Regions from separate parts of the Capra hircus genome. Here region 2 is linked to region 1. Evidence: chromatin contacts called from public Hi-C data. All regions are on one chromosome and are shown on one strand. Each heading gives the region's core, a stretch centred on a gene start, on an enhancer-like site or on the middle of the called end of the contact. The rest is flanking DNA. Distances are from core to core; before and after follow the strand shown. Region 1 overlaps FBXL18 (F-box/LRR-repeat protein 18). Region 2 overlaps TNRC18 (trinucleotide repeat-containing gene 18 protein).

Region 1 (7,156 bases), core at 1,668-4,167:
GGAGGCCAGGCTGGGCACAGAGTTACAGACGCTCCATCAGCCAGGAGGTCTCTGGAGTCATAGGGCTCAGGCCGCCCCACCACACGGTCCTTGTGGGGTCGCCGGTCCTTGCAGTTTGCTGTCGCCTTTCTCAGGAGAAATCCTAGCAAGAGTTTTCTCCTCCCTGATGTTCATGATCTTTGTAAAAACTTAGACTGTGGATCAAGCTGTTTTCAAGTGGAAGCTCCCCTTGAAAGTGGCCAGCAGTTCTAGGATGGAGTTGTTATGTGGTTTTGTGCTGATTTTGTTGAGTTAGCGCTCCATCAGGGGAGTCTCTGTGTGTTGTTAAATCTGCACACATTCCCTTTTAATGCCGTTTGCTGTCCGTCACAGGACGTTGTGGTGGCTCTGGCCTGGCCTTCACAGCTGACTCTGCACTCGTGACGCCCTCTTCTCTCAGCCTGCACCTGGGAGCCTGGAGAACAGCCGGGTGTTGTGGGGGGGCACTCCCCACTCACCATTGTGTCTCTGCCCTTGGTGTCTGGGCCTGAGGTCGACGCTGGCTGGGTAGACTTCCTGGCCGCAGGCTGGGGCCGTGGCGCGGACCCGCTGAGCGGCTGAGGTGCCCGGAGCCCTGTGCGTGCTGGAGCGTGGCTCCCCCGTGGGCTCCTCCTGCCATGTCCTGCCTCTGTGGTTCCCGCCGCCCCAGAGCCCTGTGAGCTGTGCGCCCCGAGCCCCAGCACAAGTGGGGGGACCGAGGCTCTGAGAGGCGGTGGAGGTGTAGCAGGACCCGCGCTGGAAGGACTCGTCTGTGTTCCCACAAGGCCTCTACTGCGGGGCATGGGGTCCCGGCTGCGCTTCTGCGAGGCGCCCAGCAGGTGGTGCCTTGGCTCAGGGTGATGGCGCCGGCTTCAGACATCACAGCAGGACACGTTCCACCCGGAATCATGACCAGGAGGGGCTTGTCGCCACCCTTTCTCACGCGGTTCCCTGCCTCAAGCTCAGAGGATGACTGAAGCACCTGCCCGCTCACCTGCACGCCTCTGAGGTCCAGCGGTTACGATTCCAGGCTTTCCCTGCCTTGGCTGGGATTCCATCCCTCATCGGGGCACCGAGATCCCACAAACCACCCGGTACAGCCAAAACAACAAAATAAGGCAAAACAAAACAGAAAATCATGTACGGAACCTGACCTGCCGGCCCTGTTACAGGCAGAGACCTGAGTGTCCTGGCCTCCTGCCTGCACAGCTGAGGGGATGGGCCCAACACAACCTTCACACCAGGCAGACGGCCGGGGGCTCGGGACAGAGAAAGGACCCAGCCTCCCCTGTGAGGAAGGCCGGAAGAGCCCTGCTTCTGGAAAGTGCGGAGCGGGCCGTGGTCCGCTCTGGTACAGGTGGTGGTGACCTCCTGGAGGGGGGTGGCTGCAGTCTCATGTGGGCGCTGGTCACACGGGTCCACACAGCCCCTGGAGCACGTTGGTGCAACCCTTTCCACCCTTCAGGCAAAGCCCACTCATGTTAGTGGAGGGAGGGGACCACCTGTCACCGGAGGCGGGTGGGCCAGCTCTGTGGAGGCTGAACTCACAGCCGTGACCCAGCCAAGCTCCAGGCTCCCGTCCTGCAGCTGGGCCTGAGGCAGGGTTTACACCGAGCTCTTCCTGGTGGCGGCAGGACTGTTTATTTTTAACAGAAGACGGAACACAACCCAAGAGCACATCAGTAGGATTTGCTGTTTAGTCCGTCATTCATGCTTGACTCATTTGCGACTCCATGGACTGTGGCCCTCCAGCTCCTCTGTCCATGGGATTTCCAGGCAAGAACCCTGGAGTGGGTTGCCGTTTTCCTTCCCCAGGGGATCTTCCTGACCCAGAGGTTGAACACACGTCTCCTGCATTGCAGGTGGACTCTTTACCACTGAGCCACGTGGGAAGCCCCCCATTTGTAGGAGGGCTGGGAAGTAAATTATGACACATCCGGCCAATGTAATGAAACGCAGCCTATAAGAGACTTGGGGTCACCACGGGGAAGCTTTCAGTGTGTCTCAAAAGCAGGGGCGTACCCTGTTTCTCTCTGGCGCCTCTCGGAGATGTTTCTTGAAGGCTATGAGAAGTCTGCGGTGTTGGTCCTGGAGGTGTCTTTGTTGGGGGGAAGGGGTGATGCCCCAGGGACACCCCAAACCAGCTGCTCTGTGTTCCGCTTCACCCCAGCCCCCCTCCTTCAGGCCTTGCTGGTGAAAGAGCCTCACATCGAGTTACAGCTCCAGGGGCCTAAGCCCATGGGGTCTACAATCCTGTTTCTCCATGTGGGTGGGGGACCTGTTAGCCCTGACAGGGAGGGTCTCTCCCTGCCCGCTCCTCTGCATGAAGGCGGATCCAGGCTGCCCCAAGGGGCCCTGGGGGTCCCTGCAGGCTTGGCGGGGAGCTCGGAGGGCACGCCCCGCACACCCGCCTGGAGCGCGTCTTGAGTTCTGGGAAGCTTTAGTAACTGTTTTACTCTTGGCCACCGCCCACCTCCTTGCTTCTTGAAAATCCCTGTTGCAGTGAGAGGAGCTTTTATAAAAGGTCTTATGATTTTGGCTTTTCTATAACACTTTTATCTGGGTGGGGCAGGGGGGCCGAGGCTGCCAACTTTCATTTCTTTTCTAGTTTCTCAGGCCAAGAAGCAAGCCAGCGCTGCTGCCAGCCCGAGGCCTCACCCAGCCCCTCCTGGAGCCCTTCCAGCTCCGAGGTACCTGCAGGGCCAAGCATGGAGACCGAGGTCCCTGGGGCCCCCTCACGCACTCACAGACCTCAGGCTCAGAGCTGCCTGCTCAGAACGCCCCTCTCCGTCCGCTGGGCCATGGCTGGGCCTGAGGTCCTGAGGCTGTGGCTGCCCTGTCGAGTCCTGTGTCGGTGGCGAGCTTGGGGCTCAGCCTCCCGGACAGCTGCCCCCTCATGTCAGCCACAGGCAGATGCGCCGCGGGCCGCCCCTCCTCGTCCCCCCGCCCCTGATCGCTCTGCGGCCACGTCCCCTTGGCTCTTTGCTGTGGCGTCCGAGTCCTCCATGGGCCTGTCTTTTGACATGTTGACGTGTTTGTGCCCTCGGACCCAATGGCCCTGTTTCTGGAATTTATCCTGAGGAAACAACTGTGTCAAACGAGGCTTACCAATATGGTCATGGGAAGGGGTCCTTAAACTGTGTCCCCTGGGGAAGTGGCCCACTGGCCGGGACAGAACCATGGAGGAGGTGGTCCCCGGCCCGGGTGCTTTATTGCTTTGGGCGCAGGTTGGACATAGCCCCAAGGACTGAAGGAAATTCACCAAACCCGACTCACGTTGTCTGCATCCTGAGACATCAGCCAGGCCGTGTCCAGGAGGAACGTGCTCAGCACAGCTGGAGAGGGTGCGTTGGTGCCGCGGGAGGGGCTGGCAGAGCTGCCGGGGGCTGGGGGCCCTGTGCTCACCTTACACTTTGGCATGTTTTCTCTCTGAACACAACAATGGTTTTAAGACAAGCAAAATCTTGTCTGCTCCCTGGAGGCTCGGAGAAGGCATTTGGGGCAGCTGAGCTTCTCAAGTACCCAGACGCCCCTTGGAAATCCCCTGGTGTATGTGTAGAAAGTTTTCTTCGGCGTGGCTCCTCCCTTCCGGCCGCTGCGAGCGGCAGAGTCAGTCTAGTTGAACCTTCTGAAGCTCTGTATCTTGTTGGTGCCCTTGGGCCCCCCAGGAGGGACGGCATCCAGGGCGGCGTTTCCTCTCGCCTTCTAGAGCTTTTGTTGCCCCTTGTGGGGGCCAGGTGGCCGAGCTCGCAGATGCCAGGTTCAGAGTGTGTGTGGACTGAGTGCGGGCTCCAGACATCCTGCCTCTTTCTACCCTAGATGAGATCCAGGCTAGCTGTGTGAGGGGAGGTAGGGGCTTCCCCGCTTCTGCTGCCCGGGATGGTGTGGGGGTTGCTGAGGGTGGAGCCGGGCATGGGGGCCGGTGCCCCGGTGGGGTTGCCCGGGAGGACACGCGCACCATGCCTGGAGGTGAGCCCATCAGCCTGGCAGGCCTGGCTTTTGTCCTTGCAACCTGAGGCTGCATGCAGCCGTGGGTCTTTTCGTCTCGTGGTGCGATTCGCCCTGGTCAGAGGAGCGGCCCTCAGAGGCAGCCTCCCCTGCTGTGGCTCATCCGTCTCGTTCTGAACATGGGGGGCAGCAAGGAGTTTAATTTTCTTTCCTTGTATCGATTTACTCCAGTCTCAAACCACACTTGAACTGTACACACAAACATTACAACCCACGTGCACGTGACCCTGCAAAGCCCGTGGCTCTACGGCCCTCCACACAAGCCCCACCAAGAGCCTGTCTCCTCGCCCCGGGAAGGGGGAGGGAGCCCCAGCCCCACCCTCGGAGGAGCGCTGGCTCTGCCTGCTGTTGCCCCTCGTCCGTGTTTTGTCCAGGCTTCTCGCTGAGTAGGGACGGTGAGACTCCAGCTGGCAGGGCGTGTGGGCTTCTTGGTCTGGGAGGTGCCTTTCAGAGGTATGAGGGCAGCTGAGCACCCCCGCCAGCCCCTGCTCTGTCAAGGTCGGGGCCGACCTGGGTGCTGACCCCAAAGAAAGCCTTGGGAAGGACGTCAGTTTACTTGGGGCAGGAGTCGTAGGTCAGGGCTGCTCGGAAGGGGCAGTTGCATTCCGGGCTCCGGTGAGAAGTTAATCCCCTTTGGCATCTTGAGGCTCCATAAGAGCCTCAGGGAGGCAGGTGGGCAGGCAGGCATCTTATACGCACGTCCCACACCTGAGAGTATTTTGTTTCAAGTCAAGTAGATCGCACAGCAGGCTTGCAGGTGAGGACTTGCCCACGAGGCTCATGGTCACAGACGCTCCCGCCAGGAGCAGAATGTGGTGCTGAGAACCAGGAGGCATTTCCTCGGCATCTTTATTGCCACAACATCAGGTTTTATGAATGCCTTTCTGGCGTTCAGTTTGCACACGCCGTAAATCCAGTGCACTGCTGCAGGGGGGCGGGACTTGGCTGGGGGAATCGAGGGAGGCTGGGACCACGGTTTCCTCATTCCTGGCGGCAGGCATGGGCTGGGGGGTGGCCTGGCTTTAGCTTTGGCAAATCGCGTGGCCACCTTCTTGCCCCTCGCCCTTCATGATAACATGGGATGGAAGTTCCTCCCATGACCAGAGGCACCTTGGCTTGTGGGTGGGAAGGGGGCGGTCACCTCGCTGGCCAGGGGCTGCGGGGAGGTGACCTGTAGTGACATCTTGTCAGCTCCAGCGCCGTGCCCGGCCCGGCAGATGCTCCTTGTAAACTGTCGCCCCCCCCACCACGGGGTAGAGCCTGCTGCCCAAGGGTGCGCGAGGTGGAAGGCTGGTCTGACATGCTGGCAGAGGTCGGGGCTAGCGGCAGGCGCCGGGGTGAGTCCTCCCGGCAGAGTGATGGCGTCACCTGACTTGGGAGTCGGTGTCCTGGGTGGTCTGTGTGTGCACGGGGTTGGCCGCCTGGCCCCCGCCCCCGCTGAGTCCTGCCTGTGCGACCTCAGTGCTGCGGCTCCCTGGTGTCACCTTCAGGGACACCTCCCACCCCGCCGCCGCCCCTTGGGGACATGGCCTGTCTGCGCGCGGCCCGCTAACGGCTTGCCTCTGGTTCAGTTTCCAGGCGGAGCGGCCGGCGCTGAACGTCGTCGTCTTCCCCCTGCTCCACGAGGGCCTGACCGACGTGATCCGGGACGTACCCATGGTGCACCTGGATGAGGTCACCTTGTTTAAAAGCAGAGTGGCCGAGGAGCCCCCCAACCTGTGGTGGTGACGGGAGTGGGCGCCCAGCTGCAGCCACGGACCCAGTACGGCCTGGACGGGCGCGTGGCCTCCCCCTCAGCCACGGCTGCTGCCCCTGCCCGCCGCCCAGGCCTGCACCCCCGGGGTCCCAGGGGGAAGGAAGCCACTTCCCAGCGCCCGCCCGGCCCCTGAGCGCTTCCTGGTGAGGACTCCACCTCAGCACCCTTTGGCTGAGATGGGGAGGAGGGAGGCGAGGGTGGCTGGCCCGTGACCTGGAGGCCGGGCTGGGGTGCCTCCCGGGGTGCGGACTCGCTGGAGCCAGGTCCCCAGAGCCCCATGTGGCCCCAGTGCCCCCGCCCAGGAGTGTCCCTTGACTCCGTGCTGCTGGTCGGCGGCCTCCAGGCTCTGGGGAGGGGCAGAGGGGAGCTCCAGGTGTGTGGCTGCAGTTTGGGGCTCCCTTCTTCCTGTTAACCCGATTTCGTCTCCGGTTCCTTTCCAGCCAGACGACATCAGGCAGGTTGGGGCCAGCGGTGGGGGGCTGGGCGTCCCTGGCTGCACGCGGTCACAGCCGGCTTTAGAAGCTGCAGGTCCCTGATTCTGTGGAAATGTAGGCAGACCTGCTTCATTAGAAAAACTTGAAATATTAGAGCCTAGAAAGGACGTGTGAGGCCGGAAAGACAACCCCATTACCCCATTTCAGAGAGCTGTATTTAGCACTTTAAAAAATGGCACCGCAGCTATTCCCAAAATGGGGGGCAGCCTCGCCGTGTCCCAGCCTCACACCCTGGGGTCACCGGGAGCCTCTGCCTTGTCACCGCGAGACTCTCCCCCAGAGCCATCACCCGCATGGCTGGTGGGCTTCCGAGGGTGCCGGTTAGGGTCCCTGCACCCAGAGTCTTGCCCCAACACCCCTGGTGACACTCCTGGAGATGTCCTGGGAAGGCTGGGTGGCTCAGGGGGCTTTCCAGCGGGGGGCTCCTGAGTCTCCAGAGAGGCTGCCTCCCCCCACTCTGGGCTGCGCGTGCAGAGTCCTCCAGGCCCGCCTCGCCGCCGCCCCACCTTGGCTGCTGTCTGCGCCGAGGCCCAGCCTCGCTGGCTTCCTGCTCTGTTGCACACGCCGGCTCTGCCCCCGTTGGCGTCGCCTGTCCCGTCGTTCACCTGTCAGAGGGACCTGGACCCTGAGCCCGCCTCCGCCTGCCCTTCCCGGGGTCCTCCCCCCACCAGGCCCAGGGGATCAGGAGGCCCTTCGGAGGGCAGAAGCGTGCCTAGGGTCAGGGTCCCAGAGGCACACAGGCCCCCAGCGCTCTGGTCAGTCCTAAGTGCCGTCCGTCTGGCAGCCTCCTGCCCCGTGGCCCTGGGCCCGCTCTCGCCTCCCTGCACTGGGCAGACCCTGTGTTTGCACGCGGAGCTGGGCTCCTCCCCTGCCCCATGGC
Region 2 (7,156 bases), core at 1,570-4,069, 110 kb after region 1:
ACGCTCTCTTCTTCCGCTTTGGCGCCGGTACCAGGCCGGAAGCGGAGGGGGTTGAGATGCGCGGGCACTGCTCTTCGGGCGGCCCCCTGTGATTGGCGGGTACTCGTGATTGGCGGGTACTCGTGATTGGCGGGCGGGTGGGAGCGGAAGTCCGCCAGCCCGCCTGTACCCGCCTAACCCGAAGGCCATCGGTGTGGAGGCCTTGTGCTACAGAGTTGGCGGTCGCTCGTGAAAACCATAGAGCTGGCGGGGTCGCTCCCGCCCTCAGGCAGCTGCCAATCCTCGAGGTCCGTGTTAGTGGGGAAAGCGTCTGTGGAGCGCGCGCCAGGGCGGCCTCTCCTGTTGTCTTTGCGACGGCCCTCCACGTGGTTGCCGGGTTTGTTTCTGAGGATAGGTGCTGAGGCAGGGCCCAGCCCATCAGATTCAGCGGCGCGGGGTGGCCCGTCGCGATGGGCGCTGCCTGATTGCTGCCTGGGCGGCAGCCGCCCTCCCCCTGCTGCGTTCGGGCCCCTGAAACGTAACAGCTGGTGGCGCTGAGGGGCCGAGTTTGCGCGGAGCCTGCGGCCTTGGCTCTTCTTGTCTGAGAACTGGGGGAGCGTGGGTTTCCGGAGCCCGGACGGCCTTGTCCCCACCCCCGTCCCCGACGCCCGTCCGCTGGCCCAGAGCCCGCCGCCTGGCACCTAGTAGGTGCTCAGTAAGTACCTGGGCGAAACGCGTAATGCCAGGATGCGTGGGTGCCGAGGGCTGTGGCCGCCGCAGCAAGGCCGGGAAGGGGCTCTTTGCCTCCAGGCATCTGTCCGCGGGTTTCTTCGAGGGGGACCCCAGGCCGTGACTGGGGTAGAAAGCTTTCTGTTTGGTGACTGCGTGCGTCTGTGTGACTGGGCCTTTGATCGGCTCTGCCTACACCTAGTTCATGGGGTCGGGGATCGGGGGGTAGGTGATGACTGTTAAGGGCAAGAAATGGTGTGTGTTCTTAAGGAAAGAAAGTCTCTATAGAGTTAAGATACCATGGCCTGCCCCCCGCCCCCTGAGCGCTGTCCAGAGCCCTAAGTGAGCTCCCTGGGTGGGTAAACAGCTGGGAGAAGGCATCTGGCACGAGATGAAGCTGCTGCTGGTGTCTTTGGAGTCTAACGTTTCTGGTTTTGGTTGCCCTGGGTCTCCATCCTTGATGCTCATGGCTGTGGGGGCGAGGATCTACTTTTGTGCCTAATGTCCCCTGGGTGGGGTCGGCGGCCGAAATGCCTCAGATTCAGGTGGGTGTGAGCTGAGCGGCACTGCCCAGGCCCCTGGCCGCCTCGCACCAGTTCTAGAGACTTGTCGCTCCGAAGAAGGGAAGGGCTTTCCTTTGCTTGTTCTGGAATATCACAGAGAGAGCAGGGATTGCTTTTCCTTTGATCTTTCAGTGGGTGTGGCCTGGCTGGTGGTGGAAGGATCCTCTGCTCTCCCCTGCTTACAGGGGGATGAGGTGGGGTTCAGGCTAGAGTCCAGAGATAAGCTGAGGTCTTTGCAGGGGGGAGGGGGGACTCTAGGCTGCCAAGTCCACTGTGGCAGATATGTGTAGGCATGCAAAGCAGTGTTCAGATTGCTCATCTCTGTTACTCTCTTGTCTAAAACTGCACTGTTCAGTTGAGAGAAGTGGGTTAATGCTGCCACAGGGTAGTCAAAAGGCCTGTCTGCAGTTAGCTGGTGGCTATGATGTGAGAGAGAGTGGAGAGAGTGGCTGGCTGTGGAGAGAGTGCGTCTCTTCTGTTTTTCACATTAGTCTTTTTGCCTTTCCGGTAAATGCATGCAAGCGGGGTCACGAAGAGGTCAAGGTGTTTCCTAGCTTTGAGATGCCGTACCAGGAGGAGATGGGCAGAGAGAACGTCGCCCTCCTGCGCTTTCACTGTGGGTTGTAGGGATCTGGTGGCTTGCTTGGTGGGTTCTGGTGGGAAGCCAAGTTGGTCCTTGTCACGCATGGACTTGTCCAGCCCGGCAAGTGGCTTCAAGAAGGACAGGATGGAGCACATGGGAGGGAGAGCTGTGGCTGGGGGACGGGCAGAGGCGTGTCCTCGTCCCACCAAGTTGCCAGACCACCCTGCAGTTGGGTGTTGAGTGGAAAGCATAGATGTTGGAGGAGGCAGCCAGAGAACCCTGACCCCCAGAATACACACGTGCGCGCGCACGCACACACACTCTCTCTCTCTCTCTCTCTCTCTCTCTCTCTGTCTCACTCCTTCCTTCTCTTGGACTTGGGGAGGGCAGATGTGTTCGTTAACGCTCCCCATCTTTGGAACGGATTTGACGAGGTGAAGGGATTACAGCCTTTGGCTTCAGATCCTTTCTGTCTGATGGAATCTTGCTCACCAACCTCATGTGTAGAACAGACCAAAGTGGTGTGAGTCTGCCTGGGGAGGGATTGGAAGGGGCCAGAGCTGTGCCCACTAGACAGCCCCCTCCCCAAACCCTCATGCAGCTCCAAGGCTGGAGACGTGGGAGGCCAGAACCAGCGTGCTGGTCACCCGCCTCTGATAAGAAACGGGGTAGGGCTGGGAGCCGCAGTGTCATTCGTCAGACGCCACTGTGCTGACTGCTGAGCAGGAAGCTGGGTTGTGAGTCTTTACACGCTTGCCCCGAATACTACTGCGAGCTGGTGTTCTGGGAAAGAAGGGCTTTACCTGAGTCCTTCCCTTCTTAGGCTGCTTCCCTCCCCACAAGGAGCTGGCTGCAGTCCTGTGGGGTGGACTGGACTCGGCAGTGACCTCCCCGCGCAAGGCAGAGACCTACCTGAGAGTGGGGCTCCCGCCTCCTGCAGGGCCAGGAAAGACTGCTCGCCCTGTGGCCGTGTGGTGGGTGGTGCTGGCAGCGGCGACGGCCCAGCCAGGGCCTGGGTTGTGTGGGGCCTGCGGCTCAGAGGCCTCCCAGGTGAGAGATGAGGCCAGATGGGGAAGAGCGCGCCAGGCGGTGGAACGCTGCTGGTTCCATGGCCGGTGGGCGTTTGGACCTTGGTTCTGGCACGTGGCAGAGTGTCCTCAAAGGCGCCGAGGCTAATACAAGAGACCCTAGCCCCCTCCCTCCCCTGGCTCTGTGACTTATCTTTATTAAAAACTACTTTGACTGCAGATACGGATTCAGAGGAAGAGGAGGAATTCCTGAAGGACGAGTGGGCTGCCCAGGGCCCCTCCAGCTCCAAACTGACACATTCCCTCCTGTGTGGCATGGTGGCGAAGAATAGCAAGCCAGCTGGCGGCCCCAAGCTGACCAAGAGGGGCCTGGCGGGCGCCCGGACTCTGAAGCCCAAGCCGGCCGCCGGCAGGAAGCAGCCGTTTTGTTTGCTGCTTCAAGAGGTCGAGCCCCGTTCCTCCTTCAGCGATTCCTCGGAGGACTCATTTGACCAAGGTTACTAGCTCCAAACACAAAATAACCTTCCATGTTTCCTATCGAGCGAGTGAGTGCGAGAGCGAGAGCGGAGCGCGAGCGCAGGGAGGGCGGCCGGGAGCCGCTGGGATGGCCCGGCCAGGTGGCCGTCCGGGTCTTGGCAGCGTAGCCTGCTGTATCAGCCTGGGTCCTTTTATTTTTGTTTTTATTTGTACCTGTATCATTGTGATAATACCATTGGCTGGCTCTTTTTGAGCTTTTATATGGACTGTTTTTAGTCTTCCTTCCCTTCTCCCACCTCTGCCCGCCCGCCCCCCTACCCTCGCCTTCCCACCCCTGGACCGCAGGCCTGGGTGGGTCCTCCTAGCGTGGCCGTGGCTGCGGAGGCCTCCCAGGGGACGTTTTGTAAATGGAATTCTGTCGTGTGGGCGTGTGACTTGATGTTTGTACCGCGATTTTGGTAATACCAAGCTTTATTAAACATACCGAGTTCATTTTTAACTAAACCCGTGTGCCTTGTCTCTCTTGCTGTGTCCTGACTGGACCATTAGGGTGCCGCTTCCCTCATCTGTTCCCCCCTCCCCCCTCCCCACCCCCACCCCACCCTCACCCCCCCACCCCACCCCCACCCCAGAAGGGGGTAGATGGAACATGCAGTCTTCGTTGTCTGTTATTCAAGTATCCCTGGGAGCTGTCGGCATGCCTTTCATTTCCCAGGTTTAAAGTCAGCTGCTTTCACCTCAAGCTTCATCTTTTTTTTTTTTTTAAGCTGCTTGTCTTTTGTTTTCTTAAAGCTTTTTATGCAACAGTGGTTAAAAAATACTTGCAAACGCTCATTTTCTAACACGTGTTTCTGCTTTGGAGGGCATATAGGCAGTGCAGGATCAAGAGCACTCTGCGTCCCCGAGTTTTGTTGTGAAATCCCAAGGCTTCATTGCCTTGTTAGGGGCAGAGCTCAGAGGAGCCCCAGGAGTCCCAGGCTGGTCTGCCCCCCGGCCTCACTTAGGCAGAGAGGGTTGGTTTCAGCGACCCTGTGAGCTCCCTGGTAGACTGACTGGTCTCAGTCTTCCAGAACCTCCACTCCCAGATGTCCTGAGGTGGGGGTTAGGGTTTGCTTCAGGGCAGACCCCTTTCAGGGACCCCAGAGCTGGGCGGGGATTGCAGTGCCCTGGGGGTCTGAGCCTGACTGGGAAGCGTTTGGATGATCAGGAGAGGATGGAGCCAGGGCCTCGGGGCTCAGGCTCCCTGTGTGGCTGCCACACCTGAGCGAGCACAGCCTGGGCCGTAGGTCTCCCGCCGGCCTCGTCTTGTGAGGCCTCTGTGGACACGTCTGGCTGGTTCCCCATTCCCCTCTCGCCTCCCCGGGGCTGGGTCCCCACGCCTCCTCCCCTTCAGAGGCCAGAGTTCCAGCTTCCAAGGTTTGGAGCTCTCCCGCCCTAGCCCAGAGCCCACAGAGAAGCAGGCAGCATCCCAGATCTGGTAGCCAGGGGCCCACCCACCAGAACCAGACCCAGCATCAGACAGAGCCTGTGCAGGGGGCAGGCGGGTCTCCGCTGCACCCAGACCGTTGGTCAGGTCTCCAAAGGGATATTTGGGTAATAGGGCCTTCCTGACGCCTGGTACTAAAACACCTAACTGGCTTGGCTTCTCTGGTGTGTCTGCTTTCTCCCCCCAGCAGCTTGGCCATACCTTCACCCTTGACCCCTCCCCATGACGCTTTGAATGTCTGTTTCGGTCTCTTGCATTTGCTCTCACGCTGCACTCTGGACGCACAGCGAAGGCTGGGAGTAGGGCAGACGCGCAGCGGGTCACTGAGCTTGGGTGCGAGCCCGGCTCGTTGCTCCGTAGGTAGGCACAACCCCTTTCTCTGTGTCCCCTCTGCACCCCCCACCCCTCGGGGTTTGCCCCCACCGGCTATGGCAGCAGCGGATCACTTTGGCATTTACGGATCGGGTTTTGAAAAACCAAGTGACAAGAGCCAACCCCCACATATTGAGCCAACAGGTGGTTTTTTTTTTCCCCCTGGGGAAAAAAAAAGTTTTTCTGCATTTCCTCAGGTTTCTTTGTTGGGACTTTTTCCTCCCCCTGCCCTTGGCAAGCTCTGTTGCCTCAGGTGTGGATAACTCCAGAAAGGCTCCTTGGTCCCGAGACACCTTCCCTCTCTCAGCTTCCCCTACCCGCTTGGGCTCTGGCCTGAGCAGGCTGGCCACCCTGGGAGGGAGCCAGGGCGGGCCCGCAGGCTCGTGGAAGCACGAGGTGGGAAAGGGTCTCGGGAGACCAGAGTGACCCAGGCGGCATTTCTTTTGTGGGAGACATGCCCTTTCTTTTGGCTTTTTGCTTTCCAAACATTCTTCCATCTCGCAGTGCCGGGTTCAGGCCACTCCTGGCTTTCTGGGATCCAATGCAGACATTCCAGACATCCAGAAACCCAGAGCCAGAGCGAGAACCCTGGGTGGGAGAGAGAGCCGGAGTCTCCACACCTGAGCAGCCCCACGTCCCACCCCACAGCCCTCCCCCCCGCCCAGCCAGCCCCTTGCCCGCCACCCTGCTCAGATTGGCCAAGCCCCAAGGTGGAGGGGGGCCTGCCCGAAGCGGGGGACCCAGGCGCTGCCAAAAGTCTGCCTACACTTAGCCTGCTTTGCCGCTGTGGCCCACTGGGCGGAGACAGAACCATGTGACGTCCGCAATGTGAATGGATCGCAAGTGTGCACTGCCTGCCTGCCGCCTGCCCGCCCCGCCAGCCTCCATCCCGCTGCCCCCATCGCTCAGGGAGCCGGGTCTCCGTCCGCTCACCCCTCCTAACAGCCCTCCTCTCTCTCTGCCTCCTTCCTTTCTCAGCCCCTTCCGGGCCTCCCTCAAGCTCTCGTCCGCCTCCCTCACCGAGGGCTCCCTCGGCTGGGACAGGCAGACCAGACCCCCCCACCGCACCCCCTGTCCTCCCTGGCACCCCTGAGGCCACCTCTTTGGGCCGCTCGCTGCAGCACAGCAAGCAGGCGGCTTGGGGGCGTTGGCAGGAGAATGTGGAGTTGGCCACCATCTAGGGCTCACCCACCCCTGGACCGTGACTCCCGGCCCCCAGACAGTGCAGAGAGGCAGTAGCTCATAGTCCTCCTTCCTCTTCTTGTTGGTGAGTCCCCTCCAGGCTCCCAGCGCCCCGGGCAGACGGGCACCTCCTTGGCCATAGCACCTCACGGGCAGAAGGCTGGGTGCCCTCCCACCCACCGCCCTGGTGGGGTCAGCTGAGCTGTCTCCCCAGAAAGGCGGGGAAGCTGGCCTGCACCTCCAGGCCGTCTCTCTTTCTGGCGGAGGACTTAATTCACGTGCACGGAAGGTCACCTTCCCTGGTTCGGCCTCCAGCTGCACTGCCCGCCCCGCCTTTGTGCTGATGGTCCGAGCTGGGCCAGTTCTTGGGGAGAGGCACCTTTCTGTCTCACCACCCAGCAAGGTGGGCTGGGGCTCCCTGACTTTCCCGCTAGGCCGTGGGCGGTGAGCTGCCAGCCCCGGGTTCGAGTCCTGCTCTGCCGCCTGAGCACCTGACTGTGCGGAGCAGAGTGGGCCGACCGGCCCTGCGGCTCCCTTCCCGCTTCCTGGCCCCGGAGGTGTAGCAGGGCTGTGGCCCCGTTGGCTGAGCTGAGCTGAGCTGAGATTCTCACAGATAAGGAAACAGTAGCTCAGAGAGGACTGTGGATTTGCCTCAGGCTTCCCCAGGGTGCTGGGCCTCAGCTGTGGACCCCAGAGCCCGTTGAGGGTTGCCGTCATGGGAGCCCCCTACCCACTCGGAGATGAGACCGAACTCCAC

The links. Hi-C and Micro-C count contacts between places; a contact is called where the count stands out from the background.
Region 2: a contact with region 1 is called in a Hi-C map of blood, with 1.9 times the contacts expected there. The contact joins two enhancer-like sites. A contact is called at or near these places in 2 of 5 Hi-C or Micro-C datasets (both in blood).

What each region holds. Positions count from the first base shown.
Region 1 is chr25:39,686,079-39,693,234 of ARS1.2, forward strand. It overlaps FBXL18 (F-box/LRR-repeat protein 18), which reads left to right. Exons shown (of 5, transcript XM_018040944.1): 5 at 5,598-7,156. The coding sequence ends at 5,754. Among named protein-coding and RNA genes, the nearest start is that of FBXL18, 21 kb to the left of the region's middle. Within about 2 kb of position 2,918, at least 1 of the 5 cell types and tissues checked has an H3K27ac peak or open chromatin away from gene starts, as enhancers often do.
Region 2 is chr25:39,792,677-39,799,832 of ARS1.2, forward strand. It overlaps TNRC18 (trinucleotide repeat-containing gene 18 protein), which reads left to right. Exons shown (of 28, transcript XM_018040297.1): 15 at 3,103-3,378. Among named protein-coding and RNA genes, the nearest start is that of TNRC18, 51 kb to the left of the region's middle. Within about 2 kb of position 2,820, at least 1 of the 5 cell types and tissues checked has an H3K27ac peak or open chromatin away from gene starts, as enhancers often do.